Regions from separate parts of the Mus musculus genome. Here region 2 is linked to region 1. A link is a contact called in public Hi-C data. All regions are on one chromosome and are shown on one strand. The core of a region is the stretch at or near the end of the contact, and the rest is flanking DNA. Distances in the headings are between cores, read along the strand shown.

Region 1 (4,257 bases), core at 1,123-3,622:
GGCTCCTTCCTGGAGGAGACAAAGAGGCCCGTAGTACAGCAGTATGAAGCAGGGCAGGCTGGGGACGTCCTGGGAGGAGGCGGAGGGAATTCCAGGATGAGCCTGGAGAAGGCTTCCACAGCAGATTCAGGGAGTCTAGTATCCTGTAGGTTTTAGAGCACCAACCAAAGGTCAGGGAGGTGTGAGAGGCAAGTCTGTCCCATAGAGGTACCTGCTGTGATGGAGCTGTTCCCAGCCCACAAAGTTTAACACAGGAACTAGCAACCACACACACAGTATGTCCATCCGAATTAGGAAACTGGAGTCTTTAATGTTATTGGGCTGGTTGACCCTAACTGTCAACTTAACGCAACCTAGAATCACCTAAGAGAGTCTCAAAGAGAGATTATATAGATCAAGTTGGTCTGTGAGGGTGTCTGAACATCATTGTCTTAATTAAATTAACTGATAAGGGAAGAACCAGCCCACTAAGGGTGGCACCATTCCCTTGGCAGAATTCTTGAACTGTAAAAGAGAGAAAAGCTGAGCTGAGCACAAGCAAGCAGCAGGCATACATGAATTCATTTCTCTATGCTCCTGACTGATGATTGATGTGACGAGTTTTCTCAAGCTGAGTTTTTCCTGCAATGATGGACCGCAACCTGGAATTGTAAGCAAAAATAAAACCCTTCTCCCTTAACTTGCCTGCTGTCACAGTATTTTATCACGGTACTTAGCAGCAGAAATAAAACTGAGACAACTATTAAAGTTAAATTTTCAATAGCTACCTAGTCTACTAAAATAGACCTGCAGGCTCAGATGAAAGGACAAGGCCACCGTGATAGCTGCTCTTCTCTCAGTATGAGTAACTGGGAAAGTGGCATCAGATACAGAAAACCTGAGGAAGAGTTGGAAGGAATGGGCAGAGCCCTGTTGGCTTGGGTGTAGGCTTGTCAGCATGGGCACAGGGTGGGGGGGCTTCATCTGTCACTGTCCTCACAGGCCTGCAGTCCCCAGGCCCAAAGCCAACCCAGGACCTCATCTACCTTCACAGTAAGACAAACTTTCAGAAAGAACATAGGAGCCAATGGTGCTGCTATATCGAGGCTCAAATAAAGTCACATTCCAACATGAAAGCATACACAGGGTTCCACAACCACCTTTGGAAGCTCATATGTACACTCATTTATCCTTAAGCACACATGGCTGTATTCAGGTGCTCTCTCTGTCTTTGTCTCTGTCTCTGTCTCTGTCTCTGTCTCTGTCTCTGTCTCTGTCTCTCTCTCTTTCTCTCTCTCTCTCACATGCACGCGCACAAACACACACACACACATGACATACATGCGACACACACGCACACGTTGTTAGACAGCTATGTGGTCTTGGTGCCACAGAGATGAAGAGAGGCTGTCTGGACATCTGCAGACACAGGAGAACAGACTAGAGGAATAAAGACCACCCTCGGTATCAGTGACTCTCAAGGACTACTAAATAACTCTGTTCACTGGGGCCAAATACCCAACAAAGGAACTTAAGAACTTGACAATGAATATTAACCAGTCTAGGACAAAGCCCAGCTGCCCTCCTGCCTAGAACAGTCAGGTTCCTTATCCCTCTACACTCTGGGCTGGAAAGGTTATAGCAAAGCCAGAGCTGGGAGCCTCAGATGGAGAATGGAGAGTGTGGTTCAGGACAGGTTTGAATGAAGCCCAACACAAAATCCTAAGCTCAAATCATTATGAGATTTTTTTTTACCTCAGTCATGCAGTTCTCAAGCATGACCTTTGTAGATGATATTACTATAGTGATGCTCAAGGGCTAGACCCTGGACCAGGTGATTGTTAAAACAGGTGAAGGCACTTGCCATCTCACACTGCAAGCATGATGGCCTGGGTTTGGTCCCTGGAACCTATTGGAAAAGGTAGAAGGTGAGAACCAATGCCATTAACTTGCTTTCTAACCTCTACATGTACATGTGCTCTCATCATGCATATACCCCCCTCATACACACATACACACACACATGCATGCTCACACATAAATAAAATTTCTTTAAGAGGTTGGATACCATGATGTAAGTATTCCATATACACAAACACACACACACACACACACACACACACACACACACACACACATATATATATATACATGTAAGCATGAGCATGTGTGTGTGTGTTATGTGTGTGTGTGTGTGTGTGTGTGTGTGTGTACACTAACACAAATGCCTAGACTCTCTAGTCCAGAGACTAGTGAGGCTATCATCTCTTCTTTGGGCTGCAGGTGTCCTTTACTGTCTAATTCCAGTGTGGTGTAGAACGGTGGGAAGTGCTCAGAGCAGCTGGCCTTCAGTCAGGCTGCTCACAGTCTTACTGTGGGGCAGAGCATTGTGGCTAACCACAAGACATTGGCAGAGGTCCCCTCCTTCAAGGTCTGAGCTTCCTACACGGGGTTTGATATAGACCTGGGCACAAAGGGCTGAGCTCACAGAAGCCATCTGGTGACTCCTCAGTGTCTGTCCATCTGACTACCCTCCTGCTATGGTTGGTGCTGTCCAGGTCCAACCAGATGGGTGTCACAAGCCTGAAGCTTATACCAAGACAAAGAGGAGGAGAGACAGCAGGTAACAGGAAGACCATGGTGATGTGGAAATTTCTGGTTTCTTTGAGTGCCTCCAACATGGTATCACAATTCAACCTCAAATCCACCTGCCTCTAGCACTGACTCCCCTCTCACACGAACATCCTCATTTTATGTGTGCGAGCACCCACACCCACACAAACACACACACAACAGAGGAAACTAATTCACTCCATTTAAGAAGAGAATTTTATAAAGGACTTTCAGTTAATCTCACAGTCAACCTCTGCATAAATAAGAAACCCAGACCTGTGCTGAAAAGGTAGCTCAGTGGTTAAGAGCATCAGCTGCTCTTCCAGAGGTCCTGAGTTCAATTCCCAGAAACCATATGGTGGCTCCCAGCCATCTGTAATGGGATCTGATTTCCCCTTTCTGATGTGCATGAAGACAGAACATTTATAACCATAAAATATATGAAGAAAGAAAGAAAGAGAGAAGAGAAGAGAAGAGAAGAGAAGAGAAGAGAAGAGAAGAGAAGAGAAGAGAAACAGATCTGGAGGCTCTATAACCAGAACTCAACCCTAAAGGTAAGTTACAAGACTGCCCAAGGGCACTGTCTCAACTGGCACACTTCACAACATGGACTGTGGATAACTACCCTTGGGGGGGGGGGTCACTGTGCTCTGACTACAGGGGAAGCAAAAAGACAAGTGACGGCTCTCAGAGACTTGGGTGGGAAATTCCCAAGCAGAGACACAGCTATGCATGAGTAGCCAAGAGAGTAGCACAACCCCTGGACTACCTGGTTCTCAGCACAGGCTGCCCACAAGGGCCAACAGTCTGCCTGGCCTTCACTAAAAAACCAGGCCTCCTGCTACCTTGGGCTTTAAAGGTGGCAAGGTGAAGCATCAACAGACCTCAGGCTGTGCCTTTCTGGTGACAGTTGGCTGAGGTTGGGGATGAATTAGAACAACCATGACACCTCAGACTCAGAGACACAGTGCCTACAAGCCCCTTTTGGGAAGAGCACTGATCATAAGAGTCCAGACCAGCAGGAAATGGTTACCCCAAGACCTCACTACACAGCTCTGCTACGTGGCCATGGCAGCAGTAGTGATATTTACTGAGTACTTGCTGAATGTCAAGTGCTATCTAAGTACCTAGCTCTTGCAGTCCTTGAAAACACATTATGAATTTGGAGCTGGAGAAGGACAGTTGAATAGCTCACCTGGGACTACCCAGCTCAGAAAGGCAGAGCCATGACTTGAGTTCTGACTCCAGAGCCCTGAGCGGCTTTAGAACATGAATTCACAGTTGTTTCTCCCCCCCCCCCCCCCCCCCGCCTCTAAAAGATGAGCCCTAGGTAGACCAGAGTGCCAGGTTTGCGGTTAGTGGTTACGTTTGCCACTCTGTTTTGTTTCCTGTTAGCCATGGAACCCTGGGCTGTTTGTTAGCCTCTCTGACCTTCAGTTTTCTCACCTCCGAGAGAGGGCAATAAGGACAATCTGCAGGAAGTTTGTGTGGACAGTGAAGTTGTGGGGGCCTGGCAAGTGCTTGGGACGTAAAGGACTAGATTCAAGTCAAGCTTCCACTTCTGTGAGGGGCACTCTTGCTAGGCATCATATAGATCACCTACGCTGGGTCCCCCTGAAACCAACTTCTGATGTATTCGGGATAGGGACATTGGATATATTTGCC
Region 2 (4,257 bases), core at 1,288-3,787, 750 kb after region 1:
TCTTCAGCTGGCCCCAACTGCCCATCCCATGCCTGCTAGGTCCTCCCATGGTCCCCCAACCCCTGCCCCACCAAGATCAGAATGCCCAGTACCTGGAGTAGCAGGAGAGGCCAGTGCTGAGAATGGTGTTTAGCACGGCCAGTGCTACGTAGCACTCATGGAAGGTACTGCAGACCAGTGCATCAGGGAACGTGTATGCAGAGTAGGCGATGGCTGAGCCTGCGGAAGAAACACTAGCCTTGAGATGCAGCCAGGCCACAGCTCTGTGAGGATCCCTGAGGGGAAAGACTACCTTAGCCTTTATCTTCTGCATAGACCTATGAACTAGCCTGTCTCTGTGTCTTCCCAGAATACCCTCCCCTTGCCTCTCTGCCCACCTAAATTCCATAAGGCTATGTTCCTTCAGCAATGTAGGGGTGTGTGTGTGTGTGTGTGTGTGTGTGTGTGCGCGCGTGCGCGTGTCTTTACAATCCTGTCCCATGTAAAGCTTACACTGATTTTATAAGTGAACATCTGGAGGCATGGGGATATGTAGTAACTCATTTAGAGTCACACGGCAGAGAAAAAGCAGAAATAAGCTTCAAACCCAGGCAGTTTGGAGATGAATCCCTGCTTCTGACCACAAGCTGCCACTAATGATGATTCCAAATTCATCTGCCTGTGGACAGGGTGCTCCCCTGAGAAGCTCAGCATCACAGGAAGGGAGGCCCCAGGGACAAAGACGAGCTGCGAGTGACCCATGACCATGTTTGGTTTGGAGTGTGAAAGAGGCAGCTGTATCTAGACCTTCTAGAGACACTAAAGGCAAACGCTATTGGTTGGACAGAACTATTACTGCCCATCTTGGTGTGGCTGGGCCCTGCACCCTTACCTATGGAAGAGGCTGGATCTGGCCCCATTCCATCTGTTACTCTAATACTGTGGTTCTCAACCCTGCTAATGCTGTGACCCTTTAATTCCTCACACCATGCTGGCTTCCCCAACCATAAAATTATTTCCATTGTCATTTCATAACTGTAATTTTGCTACTGTCTTGATTCATAATGTAAACATCTGTTTTTCCAATTGTCTGAGGTGACCCCTATGAAAGAGGCATCCATCCTGCCTCGGATGGGGTTGGGACCACTGTCTTAGTCCACCAAGAACCTTGGATTCACAGCTACAGGTAGAGACAGGCCAGATTCAACTTTGGGCTTTTCTCCCATTCCACAGGAGGATCTTCTAGTGAAGCCGAACACAGGGACAAAGGACCACAGCTTGGTGGTATTCACTTGTACCCTAGTGCCAGAGAGGCAGGCACAGGTGGTTAGGGAAACCCCTAGGCTCCCTAGCCAGGCATCCTTGTCTAAGACTTTCCAGTGACTGATCTGTCTCAAACAAAAATGCAAGCCATCTAAAGGCCACCCAAGGCCCCCTCACCTCCACACACATGTAAACAAACACAGGTGTGGGCAGAGAGGGTTGAGTAGCACCTTCCCAGCAAGGTGCAGAGTTCCCATGAGAGCTCACCCAAGGAGCTCTGCCCCAGGGGACCAGGGAACCCGGCTGCAGACCCAGTGCTCAGGGAGCTGTCTGGACCACTGATGCTGATCCAGAGCTAAGATGTGCACCAAGTGCTACGTCCAATGCAAGAGTAAAGGGGCCTCAGGCCCACCTGAAAATACAGCAGGAAGAAAGCTGACCTGAGCCTCTAGGGGTCCTGTGGGAGATGGGTATTTGAGATAGGTCAGGTAAAGGTGATCACTGCCAATCACAGCAATTGCTACCCTGCGAGACGGATTCAGACTCAAAAGCATTAAGTTTGTTCATAACCCTCCTACATTCTGCTATAGAGAATGAGCCTTGAGGAAGCTAAGTTCTTCTAAGACTGATTTGGATTCAGGTGGCACCAGGCAGAATCTGGATCTCTTGAGTGCCACATTAAATATGTATCCGAGGGACCAAAGAGCTAGAGTTCCATTCCCGCCATCCACATCAGTCAGCCAACAACCACCTGCAACTCCAGGTCCAGAGGACTGGCCTCCACAGGCACCCACACGTGTGGCACACAGACAGACTCCAAATGCTCACTTTTACTAGAACCCAGGAAGCAGCTCAGCTGGTAGAGAGCGAGCCTGGCACGCACACAGCCCTGAGTCCCGTGCCCAGCACTGCATAAAGCAACCTAGAGGCACATGCCTGTTTTCCCAGCACTCAGAAGATGGAGACAGGACGGTCAGAAGACAAGATCGTTCTTGGCTACATTAGCCAGTTCGAGGCCCTGTCTCAAAACGAAAGGAAAGTAGAGGGAGAGAAGGGGAGGGAGAAGGAACGGAAAGGAAAGGAGAGAAAGAGAGAGAGACAGAGAGACAGAGACAGACAGAGACACAGAGACAGAAACACACAGAGACAGAGAGAGATCCTTCAGGAAGCCACTGGGTTGAGGGATTAGACCACATCTCAGGTAATATGAAGCCTGAAAGCCTTCCAGTGGTACACAGTGGCCTGGCAGGAAATGAGTCAGGAACCTCGCAGGCAACATGGTGGATCTGCAGGGCAGAGCCTCTGAGAAGCTCCAGGTCTGAGCTCAGCCGGCAGTGAAGGTTCATGGGACAGCCTGAGTCTGATCACTGATTAGACAGGATGGGAAGTAGAGGTGGGGAGGAGGAACCGAAGCTTATTGTTAGAGTTCTGACTTGAGCAAGCAGAAAGTGGCACCCCTAACCAGGGACCTGAGAAGAAGGGCAGGGCTAGGCCAAGTGGGGACAGGGGTGAGGAGAAGACTCAGTCGGCCCCGGCCTCAGGATCAGCTTCATATCCAGTGTTTGAAGATAAGGTTTAGGGGCCCCGTGTCCAGAGATGGGAGGTTGCTGCTGGGCATGTTAGAGAAAAAGCCCCACGTTAATTCTGAGTTACTGACAACTCAGAGTGAGCCCAGCTATGGGGTAGAGGTGAGGAAAGAACTGGAAACGGACGAGAACAGGGGTGGGAGGAGGGAGGACACGATGGGGATGGGGCCGTGGCAACCATTTTTGTTTTAATGATTGGAGAGAACTGGACAGTGGAGCATTGAGCAGTATGTGTGTGTGTGTGTTTGTGTGTGTGTGTGTGTGTGTGTGTGTGTGTGAGAGAGAGAGAGAGAGAGAGAGAGAGAGAGAGAGAGAGATGCATGTAGATACTTGTGAAAAAGAAGAGGGGAAAGGATGAGGGTAGCCTCCTCCTGGACAAACTCTTGCAGGAAAAGATACAATGGCTGGCTCTCACAGCTAGAGTGGGGCCAGGAGGGAGGAAGATGCCAGCACCAGCATCCCAGGGGACAGATGAATGACCCTGTGGAGGAGAAAAGCAGGAGGAGGGGCTTCTTAGGAAAAAAAAGGGCCAATGAGGATGGGAGCGGCACCAGCCAGCAGTCAGAGCACCAGCAGTTCTTCCTCTCCTGCAGCACCTCGGGGCCGGGTGGGCGAGTCTGTGGGGCCTCGAAGCCTCTGGGCCAATGTTTGTGACGGGATGTTTTCTCTACCAAGTATAGCAGATGCCAGCCCTGGTATGCTGGGGTCAGCCCACGGTGGCCTTTGAGAGCCAAACTAGGAACATTTCAAAGTCCTTCTAACCCTGTGGTTAATCCTGGCCATCAGTGAAGTTAACGTAAGATCACCGTAACTGAAGTCCTAAGTCCTTAGCACATAGACCTGTGTGATGGAGTTCCTATGTAGTGAGGGTGCCTCTAGGCTTCTCCCAGGGAACAGGCAAGGAGCCAAAGAAGGAGCAATTACACCACAGGGATTGGCAAAGGCTACAGATCAGGGCACACCACAGAGAGCACAGGATGAACAAGCATTTTACAGAACCCACGGCAGAGTTCCTACATCCTCATGACTCTCCCCCAAAACCCATCAAATCTCAAGGGAGACTGGTGGTAGTCTGGGGGGGGGGCACAGAAGGGCGGAGCCTCACGTACCCAGGCTGAAGAGATTGACGGCACCATAGTCCAGAAAATAGCAGATATGCCGGGCGTTCTTGGACATAGAGCTGAATGTGTGTGCACAGCTGGAGGCGAGGGGGTACACGCAGCTGGTACACATGTACACAAGCATCGGCCACGAGTAGCTGTCATTCTGGATGTCTGTCACATAGAGTGCAGTCATGAACCTCCACACAAAGAACCTAGAACAAAGCATGCACCCACTCAGTCCCCGCGTGATTGTTGTCTGCCTTCCGCCCCACTGGGAGATGGCCCATCCCGTCAAGCTTCACTTAAATTACAATAACATATACTAG

What was found. A called contact is a pair of places that touch in the nucleus more often than the background predicts.
Region 2: a Hi-C map of CD4 T cells shows a contact between it and region 1, with 4 times the contacts expected there. The contact joins two enhancer-like sites.

What each region holds. Positions count from the first base shown.
Region 1 is chr9:61,222,794-61,227,050 of GRCm38.p6, forward strand. No RefSeq gene overlaps it. Among named protein-coding and RNA genes, the nearest start is that of Gm34105, 18 kb to the left of the region's middle. Within about 2 kb of position 2,373, at least 45 of the 459 cell types and tissues checked have an H3K27ac peak or open chromatin away from gene starts, as enhancers often do.
Region 2 is chr9:61,968,689-61,972,945 of GRCm38.p6, forward strand. It overlaps Paqr5 (progestin and adipoQ receptor family member V), which reads right to left. Exons shown (of 8, transcript NM_028748.2): 4 at 3,938-4,143; 5 at 93-219. Among named protein-coding and RNA genes, the nearest start is that of Gm35152, 5.8 kb to the right of the region's middle. Within about 2 kb of position 2,538, at least 33 of the 459 cell types and tissues checked have an H3K27ac peak or open chromatin away from gene starts, as enhancers often do.